Linked DNA regions of Hordeum vulgare: region 2 is linked to region 1. A link is a contact called in public Hi-C data. All regions are on one chromosome and are shown on one strand. Each heading gives the region's core, a stretch centred on a gene start, on an enhancer-like site or on the middle of the called end of the contact. The rest is flanking DNA. Distances are from core to core; before and after follow the strand shown. Region 1 holds the start of LOC123395752 (disease resistance protein RGA2-like). Region 2 holds the start of LOC123452133 (putative disease resistance protein RGA3).

What was found. A called contact is a pair of places that touch in the nucleus more often than the background predicts.
Region 2: a Hi-C map of seedling shows a contact between it and region 1, with 3 times the contacts expected there. The contact joins the promoter of LOC123452133 here to the promoter of LOC123395752 in region 1. A contact is called at or near these places in 3 of 6 Hi-C or Micro-C datasets (leaf and seedling) and 1 of 1 datasets of contacts at active chromatin or transcription factors (embryo).

What each region holds. Positions count from the first base shown.
Region 1 is chr5H:392,295,871-392,300,262 of MorexV3_pseudomolecules_assembly, forward strand. LOC123395752 (disease resistance protein RGA2-like) reads right to left here and starts at 2,073. Exons shown (of 5, transcript XM_045090784.1): 1 at 1,629-2,073; 2 at 1-957. The coding sequence starts at 1,946.
Region 2 is chr5H:392,530,459-392,534,850 of MorexV3_pseudomolecules_assembly, forward strand. LOC123452133 (putative disease resistance protein RGA3) reads left to right here and starts at 2,332. Exons shown (of 9, transcript XM_045128723.1): 1 at 2,332-2,772; 2 at 3,128-4,285. The coding sequence starts at 2,485.

The DNA.
Region 1 (4,392 bases), core at 823-3,322:
TCTTAGCTCGTGAGGCATATTATAATATATTATCTTAAAAGATGGAAATAGTGGTGAAATTTTGTCTTCGGGATAATCTTCCTCTACCTTCCACATTTCTTTATCCTTGGCAGCTTTCCAAATCTCACGCCTCTGTCGTTGGGCATTCACGACAGATCCAAGAAAGTTAGCAACCAAGGGTGTGCCGCCACACCTTCTAACAATTTCTTCTCCGTATTCCCTGAACAGTGGGTCACCACGCCCAGTCATTGCCCTTTGTGAGAATATATTCAAACAATCATCTTCAGATAATGCAGACAACTTGTAAGGTGGAACAGTAGACACCAACTCAGCAACTTTATAGCTATGGGTGGTCACTACAATCTTGCTTTCTGTCTGTATACCTGTGAGCAACATCTGCTTCAGCTCATTCACTTCTTCATCTTTACCCCACAAGCTATCTAATACTATTAAGCAGCTATACTTATTAAGTATGGTTTGAACAGCATTCTTAATTGATTGTAATTGCATATTTCCCTCAATCCTTTCGGTAGTTTGTGAAACTATATCCCTCCCAATTTTTTCAAGGCTGACATTGCCCATGGAAACATGAACCCATATCCTGAAGCTGAATGCCTTTGTTCTAGCCTCATTGAAAACTAGCTGTGCGAGGCTTGTTTTCCCAAGACCCGTGGGCCCTACTATAGGAATAATGGAAATCTCGCTGACACTTTTTTGCATTATCATGTCCATGAGATTTTCTAAGTCTCTATCTCTCCCGAAAAGAGTAATGTCACTATTTCTGTATGATGTTGTTTGCTTCTCATCAAAATCCACCACTGAGTTAATATGTGAAATGAAATGATATTGATTAGGCAAGTGTTGCCTTGTCTGCAACAACTCTCTCTTGGATTTCATCTTATGAACCATGCTAACTTTCGAAATCACAGGATTGGAAAGTGAGCAGAACAATGATCCCTGAAAATTTATAAGCAGTTTTACTTAAAAATCAACATCTTTGCTGCCATAACAAAAGCTGTAAGCTTGATAAGTGTAATCAGGGAGTGAGTAGCAAAAGGCAGCCGAAGAAGCGCCCGTGCTACATGCCATAACAAAACAAAACAAAAAAGACAAAATGTTGGGTTGAAGTTGCAATCACATAACAATTCATTGCTTCTTGTGGCAGGAGTGGAAGAACCACGATCCTTGGTAAGCATTACTTTAACATGGGAAACAAAAACTTATTTCTCACTGACCCTCAATGATTCATTTTTTAGTATTTGGCCAAGTTAACACAAAATGTTCTTGTCCCACTCCAGCTTATATGCTCGATTTTGGATATCTATACGCTGAGAGCTCTATCCATTCACTGCAAATTATGTAAAAGATTGCCGACTCCCAGACTGATTTGCACAAATCCTAAACACTGTTGTCAGTAATCGAATTGTTAACACTACTAAGATTTTTTTTTTCAGTTTGGATTACAAAAAATTTATAGTATTATCAAACATGGATAACAAAATGTTACTGAGCTGAAATTATTGCAGAAATTCGTGGGAGAAATCATAACTCCTGGGAAGAAGAGTCGAAACTCTCCAGATCTGATTAAAATTGCACAGGAGACTATTTAATCAGACCAAACCGTTTACCTTCTGAGCATAGCTGCTGCTCCCTTCAAACTGCTCCTTGGAAGAGTAGTAGTCGTCAACCATGTCTTCGATGTCGAAGGCCAGGGACTTGATCTGGGTGAGCCAGTGCCGCAGGTTCGCCCTCTCGCTTCCGAAGGAGTTCCTCTCCGCATTTTTCAGCAGGTCTTCTAGGTACACCAGAGTGTCCTTTATGCTCTCCAGATCGTCGCTGAAACTGCAGCACAGCGTGACCTCGCCCTGCGCCGCGCCGATGATTTCGCCGATCTTGCGGGCGACCTGGCTCACAGCCGCGGCCGCGAGCATCTCCGTACCTACCATGGCTGGAAAGAAAGGGGTGGAGCAAGAGCACAACCAGAAAGATGCGGCTGGCAATGGAGGCTTTGAGCAGAACTAGGACTATCCTATTTGTCATTTTCATCACTTCTGTTTTAGATCGATTGGTTTCTTGACTTTGACTTTTCAAAGTCTCAAAGGTGGAGAAAGATGTAGAACCAGCACTTCGAATGCTTTTGAACACACTAGATGGAGAAATTTACACCTTATGTGAAGAAAACACAATTGATGCACACAAAAAACTTCCCCCTCCCCTCCCGCTTCGCCCCGCTTGTGAGGGGGAGGGCGAGTGCACTATCGCCGCCACAAGCCATCTCCTCCCCGCTCCCCCTTCTTCGCCGTCACCACAGGGCGTGGTCGGGCAAAGTCTGGCCGGCGGCGGCGGGGCTCTCTCGGCTCCTCGCGCGGCGCCTTTGGTGGGGGACAGAGCTCGTCTTGCGACTGGTATTACACGACGGGTCGATGGAGGTCAGTTTTGGTTGGCCTATTAGGTCTCAGCGTTTGGGGTCGTCCAGGGGTACAAAAGGCGGGTCCTTTCCTCTCGTCTCTTTGGTTGAGGTAGCGGCGGGTCTCATGTGCGGTGGTGTCAAGGTCCTGGATGTCGGGGCGGCGGCCTTGGTGGTGGTAGCACGGTGCTTATGGGCAGAGTTCATGGCTTGATGCTTCCTGGTGACCATGGCCATGTATGCGGAGTGGTAGCCGGGGTGTGGGTTTCGGTACCGGTGAGTATTGGCTGGGGTGAAAACATGTTCTAGCTTCGGACGAACCGGTGGCGGCGAAGCTCGATCCCTTCTTGAAGGCATTGTCGCGACTCTAATTGCCCGTCGTATTGCTTCAGGGGAAGCTCTTATCCTCGGATCGGGCGGTGGCGACACTCCGGTGTCGTAACCTTCCTAAAGGCGCCGCCTTGGAGCCCACGGTTCGTCGTATGCGGCTTCATCTTTGCGTGGTGGCGTGTTCATGGTTGAGTACCCCGATTACTCTTGTAGTCCTAGGGTGGTTTTGTTGTGCTTTAAAATAATTACGGTTTAGGCTTGAACGGCTCACATATGTGCACCAACAACTTATGCTAAGCAAGCTAAACAACTAAAGAAAAGCAAGATATATTACAAGAAACAATATGGCTATCACAAAGTAAAGTGCATAAGTAAAGGGCTTGGGTAAGAGATAGTCGAGGCACGCGAAGACGACGATGTATCCCGAAGTTCACACCCTTGCGGATGCTAATCTCCGTTTGGAGCGGTGTGGAGGCATAATGCTCCCCAACAAGCTATTAGGGCCACCGTAATCTCCTCACGCCCTCGCACAATGCAAGATAATGTGGTTCCACTAGTGGTGCCCTTGAAGGAGGTGACTAGACCTTTACAAACAAGGTTTGGGCAATCTCCACAACTTAATTGCAGGCTCCTAACACCACCACAAAGCTTCACCACAATGGATTGTGGCTTCGAGGTTACCTCAACCGTCTAGTGTGCCAAAGCACCCAAGAGGCCCAAGCTCTAGGGTGCCCAAACACCCAAGAGTAATAAGCTTCTCAAATTTCACTTCCAGGTATCATCGTGGAAAACACAAACCTATGCACCAAATGCAATGCCAAGGGCACAAGGAGTGCCCGAGTCCTTCTCTCCCAAATGCCACCACAACAACTAATGTTATGAAGGAAAATGAGAGGAAGAACGAATAAGAGAACATAAAGAACTTCAAGATCTAGATCCAAGGGGTTCCCCTCACATAGAGGAGAAAGTGATTGGTTCAAACGTAGATCTAGATCTCATCTCTCTTTCCCCTCAAGAACTAGCAAGAATCATTGGAGGGATTGAGAGTTAGCAAGCTCGAAGAAGGTCAACAATGGGGAAGAACACGAGCTCAAAGGATAAGATCCATTGGGGAAGAAGACCCCCTTTTATAGGAGGGGGAAAATCCAACTATTACCCCCCAGCCCGCACACAACTGGTACTACCACTTCGAGAGCGGTACTACCGCTCCGACAGCAGTGCTCCACTGAGAGTTCTGAGTCCAGAAGGTTAGGTGGTAGTTGAGCGGTAGTGGCGGGCGGTACTACTAATACCGCTTATAGGCGGTCCTACCGCTCGTACTATCGTCCCGACAACCGCCTAGTCTGACACAAAAAGTTGAGACTTCAAAGCGGGCGGTACTGGGCAATGGTACTACCTCCCTGGGAGGTATTGCCGCTTACACTATAGGCGGTACTTGAGGGAGTCTGGGATTTTGGGGTCCTTGGGTGGTCAGTTAGTCAATGTCACGTTGGCCGGGCCATACTATTGAAGATCGGGCCTTATGAAGACCTCTACTCTAGAAGGAATGTTTCAAAGATTGGCGTGTACTTCAAGGTTAGAAGGACTACGTCAGCTCGTTTATCCCCGACTATAGTCGGTAACTTGTAAACCCAGGATCCCCGATGTCTATATTA
Region 2 (4,392 bases), core at 1,082-3,581, 230 kb after region 1:
AAAAGGAGCAAGTCTGAGTCCTCTATTCTGCGCAACTCCAAATGCCCTAAAAATCAACGTGGAATTTTTTGGGAATATATAAAAAATACCGGGCGAAAGACGTGTTAGAGGGGAGCTGCCAGGGGCCCACAAGCCTGGTAGCCGCGGCTACAGGGCTTGTGGGCACCCTGGTGGCCCACTGGCCCCCCTCTTCTGCTATATGAAGGGTTTCGTCCGGAAAAAAATCAGGGCGGAGCTTTTTCGAGGAGGCGCCGCCGCCACGAGGCGGAACTTGAGCAGAACCAATCTAGAGCTCCGACAGGACGATCATGCTGGGGAAACTTCCCTCCCGGAGGTGGAAATCGTCACCATCGTCATCACCAACACTCCTCTCATCGGAGGGGACTCGTGTCCATCAACATCTTCATCAGCACCATCTCATCTCCAAACCCTAGTTCATCACTTGTAACCAATCTCCGTCTCGCGACTCCGATTGGTACTCGTAAGGTTGCTAGTAGTGTTGATTACTCTTTGTAGTGGATGCTAGTTGGATTACTTGGTGGAAGAGTTTATGTTCAGATCCTTGATGCTACTCATTACCTCTCTGGTCATGAATATGATTATGCTTTGTGAGTAGTTACTTTTGTTCCCGAGGACATGGGATAAGTCATGCTAATAGTAGTCATGTGAATTTGGTATTCGTTCGGTAATTTGATATGTTGTATGTTGTTTTTCCTCTAGTGGTGTTATGTGAACGTCGACTACATAACACTTCACCATTATTTGGGCCTAGAGGAAGGCATTGGGCAGTAGTAAGTAGATAATGGGTCGCTAGAGTGACAGAAGCTTAAACCCCAGTCTATGCGTTGCTTGGTAAGGGGCTGATTTGGATCCACTAGTTTAATGCTATGGTTATACTTTGTCTTAATTCGTTGCGGATGCTTGCGTGAGGGGTTAATCATAAGTGGGATGCTTGTCCAAGTAAGGGCAGTACCCAAGCGCCGGTCCACCCACATGTTAAACTATCAAAGTAACGAACGCGAATCGTATGAACATGATGAAAAACTGGCATGACAGAAATTCCCGTGTGTCCTCGGTAGCGTTTTTCCTTCTATAAGACTTTGTTCAGGCTTGCCCCTTGCTACAAAAGGGATTGGGCCACCTTGCTGCACCGTTGCTATTACTTGTTACTTTTCACCTGCTACGTTTCACCTCACTACACCATCACTTGTTACCGCTACTTTCAGTGCTTGCAGTTATTACCTTGCTGAAAACCGTTTATCAGAGCCTTTTGCTCCTCGTTGGGTTCGACACTCTTACTTATCGAAAGGACTAGATTGACCTCATATACTTGTGGGTCATCATGGCCCGTCGAGGCTGCCAGATACGAGCCAAGCCGTCGGATACATGCCACATAACTATTTGCTCCACTTCCCTCGATGCTCGAGGCCGCTGTAGGCCAACTCGCGGAGGCAGAAGCTCCAAGCCGGTGTTGTTCATCAACTCGCCGCTCCAAGCCAGCTCGTCGAGGAGTGGCGAGTTGCTCCAGGCCGACATGTGGGGGAGCATGGCGGCACGGGCATCGTGACTGTCGTGGACGATGTTGTGTGCCTGCGACCGCGTCATTTGCCGTAAACGTTCGCGCCACACCCTGCCGACGAAGAAAGAAGTCAGTTTTGCGGAGATCGACGAAGCAGCTGCCAGCATGTCCACACCCGCCATCATCATCAAGGAGAAGTAGAACATGGGAGGCCGTCGTCGATTGGGTCCCATGAAGGCCACCCCGGAGGCTACGTCGACGTACACAACTGGTGTCTTGCTCGATCGCAGCCCATCATCATGCCCCATCCCTAAAGCCAACCTTGATTCGTGGTTCACGGAAGCAGAGGGCACCCTTCCCCTCCGACTGAAGCATATCGAGTGGTGCCACTTCGATGAGCGGCACTATCGAGCAAGGGGAAGCGAGCCGCACTTGGTGAAGCATATACCACCGGGACTCACGGCAGTCCAACGAGAGAATTACTGAAAATGAGAAAGACAATGAAGGTTCACTGCGGTCGGCCGTAGGTTAGTCAAAGGTAACCGTATCATTGGAATGGATATTCGCCTGCGCCGGTCATAGACTAATTTTACCTTCAGTACCATATACTAGCTTTTAGTTAAAAATGTTTAAAATGTAATGTATTTTCTCTGGTTTATATAATCCGTTATATTTAAATGAATTTTATTTTTTTTGTTTAAACAATAATTATATGCAGACAATATTTGATGATCGGTTCCTGTATCCGTCTTCACGGGACGCATGGCGGAGCAAATTTGTAGGTGAGTGGTTGGAGATGCCCTTCATCACTAGCAAAAAAGAGAAAAAAATACATCTGCCCTCTTTCCACTCTACCAGACTTGAATGGACACGGTCTATAGAGGCGAAGAAGAAGACCGTGTCCACTTCGTCGAGACCCCGGTTCAAAACTGTGGAATATATCCATAAGCAAGTCCACATGCCTTATGGCCACCTCCGGCGCCGTCGTTGACCGGCTCCTACGCCGGCTGGCCTCCGACGCTCGCCGGTCGGAGCTACCGTCAGGCGTAGACGAGCACGTGGCGCATCTGTGGCAAACTCTGTCGGCGTTGCAAGATGTGCTGCTAAGTGTGGAGAGACTTTTTAGGGCGCGTACGGAGGTGCAGGATTGGATGGCGAAGATAAATCAGATTGTCTATGATACTGAACATCTCTTGGACGAGTTTGAAGACCAAAATGGCATCGGATCTGAGAGGACCGGCTGTATCACAAAGGTTCGATAGTCTCAACCCCCAAATGGGCCTTGCGCCCTTGCCAAGGCATCTTCTTTATAGTATTGGATAACAGCTAGTGCAAATTACTAAAATTTCCTTTTCGCTTTGTGTCAGAATTGCCACTCTTTAGGTTATTACAGCGCTGCACTTGATCCTTTATAAATATATTGCCAATTACAGTTTACATTTGCTCCTGCCATATACTAGTATTTCTGCAACCAATGTTTGAAATGGAGCTCCTGTTGTATATATATTTGTACAACTGATTTAGCGGTGCAACGTATCAGCTATATTTGAACCATCTAAGTTAGTTAAAACTGTTGTTGATTGATCATTTTTAAATAAAATTTTGCAGGCAACATCATTGTGTTCTTCATGTCCGTTTTTCTTGTACAGTACTAGAGTGAATAGAATGAAGATACTCAGAAAAAAGTTGGATCTTTTAGCAAGTGATTCTGTCGTTTTCAGTTTTCTGCAGCACCCAAAGTGTGATCTTGAACAATCTGGTATCCAAGAAGAGTTCTGTATAACTGCAATCGTTGGAAGAGATAGTGATAAAGCAAAAATAAAGAAATTAATCTTGGAAAATGGTACAGAAACATTGTCCATCATTCCCATAGTTGGTCTTGTGGGTTTGGGAAAAACAACACTTGCCAGATTAATTTTCCATGACCAGGGAGAAGGGTGGAATTTAGATCTTCGTATTTGGATCGACTTAAATAGGAAATTTGACCTTACAAACATTGCTGCTGAAATAATCTCACAAGCTAATGGGACAAAAGAAGGACCCTCAGAAGTCAATACCAACATTCAAATCCATGAAGATCTCCAATTGCTAAAGAATCGTTTGCAGAAGACACTTCATGACAAACGTTGTCTAATTGTCTTGGATGGCCTTTGTAGCACAGATAAAAGCCAGTTGGATGAATTGAAGGAAATGCTCAGGCGTACGAACAAGTGGATCAAAGTTTTGGTGACCACTTCCAGTGATATAACTGCAGAGCTAATGCACACTTTCCCACCGTACAAGTTGTTTCCATTGTCTGAAGATGACTGTTGGACAATATTTTTTGAAAAAGCTTTTGGGGACGGGGGTACTGTAAATGCATGCCTGGAGAAAATTGGGAAGCAAATTGTGAAAAGATGTGATGGAATACCATCTTTAGCTCATTTTCTTGGTTCAGTAGTGCACAATCAAGTCATGGATGTCTGGTTAGCAGCAAGGGATGAACCAATATGGAAATTAGAGAGCACATATTCCATGAAAGTTAAAGTGTTTGCATCACTGAATCAAATATACTATGACATGCCCTCAGCGCTGAAACTATGCTTTCTATATTTATCAGTATTTCCTAAGGGATCTATAATTGATAAAGAAAAACTTATCAGACAGTGGATTGCACTCGATATTATTGGATCAAAACATGGAACCTTGCCATCCTACGTGCAGGCGGAGATGTACATTCAGGACCTTCTGTCAATACATTTCCTCCAAGTTAGAAAGACACATTCAGTAAGTCACCAAGTGTTTTTTTGGATTGACAGTCTTTTCTTTTGCTGTTTAAAGTATGCTTTTAGACCATTTACGGATATACCATCGTGAAAATTTGCTGCCTACGT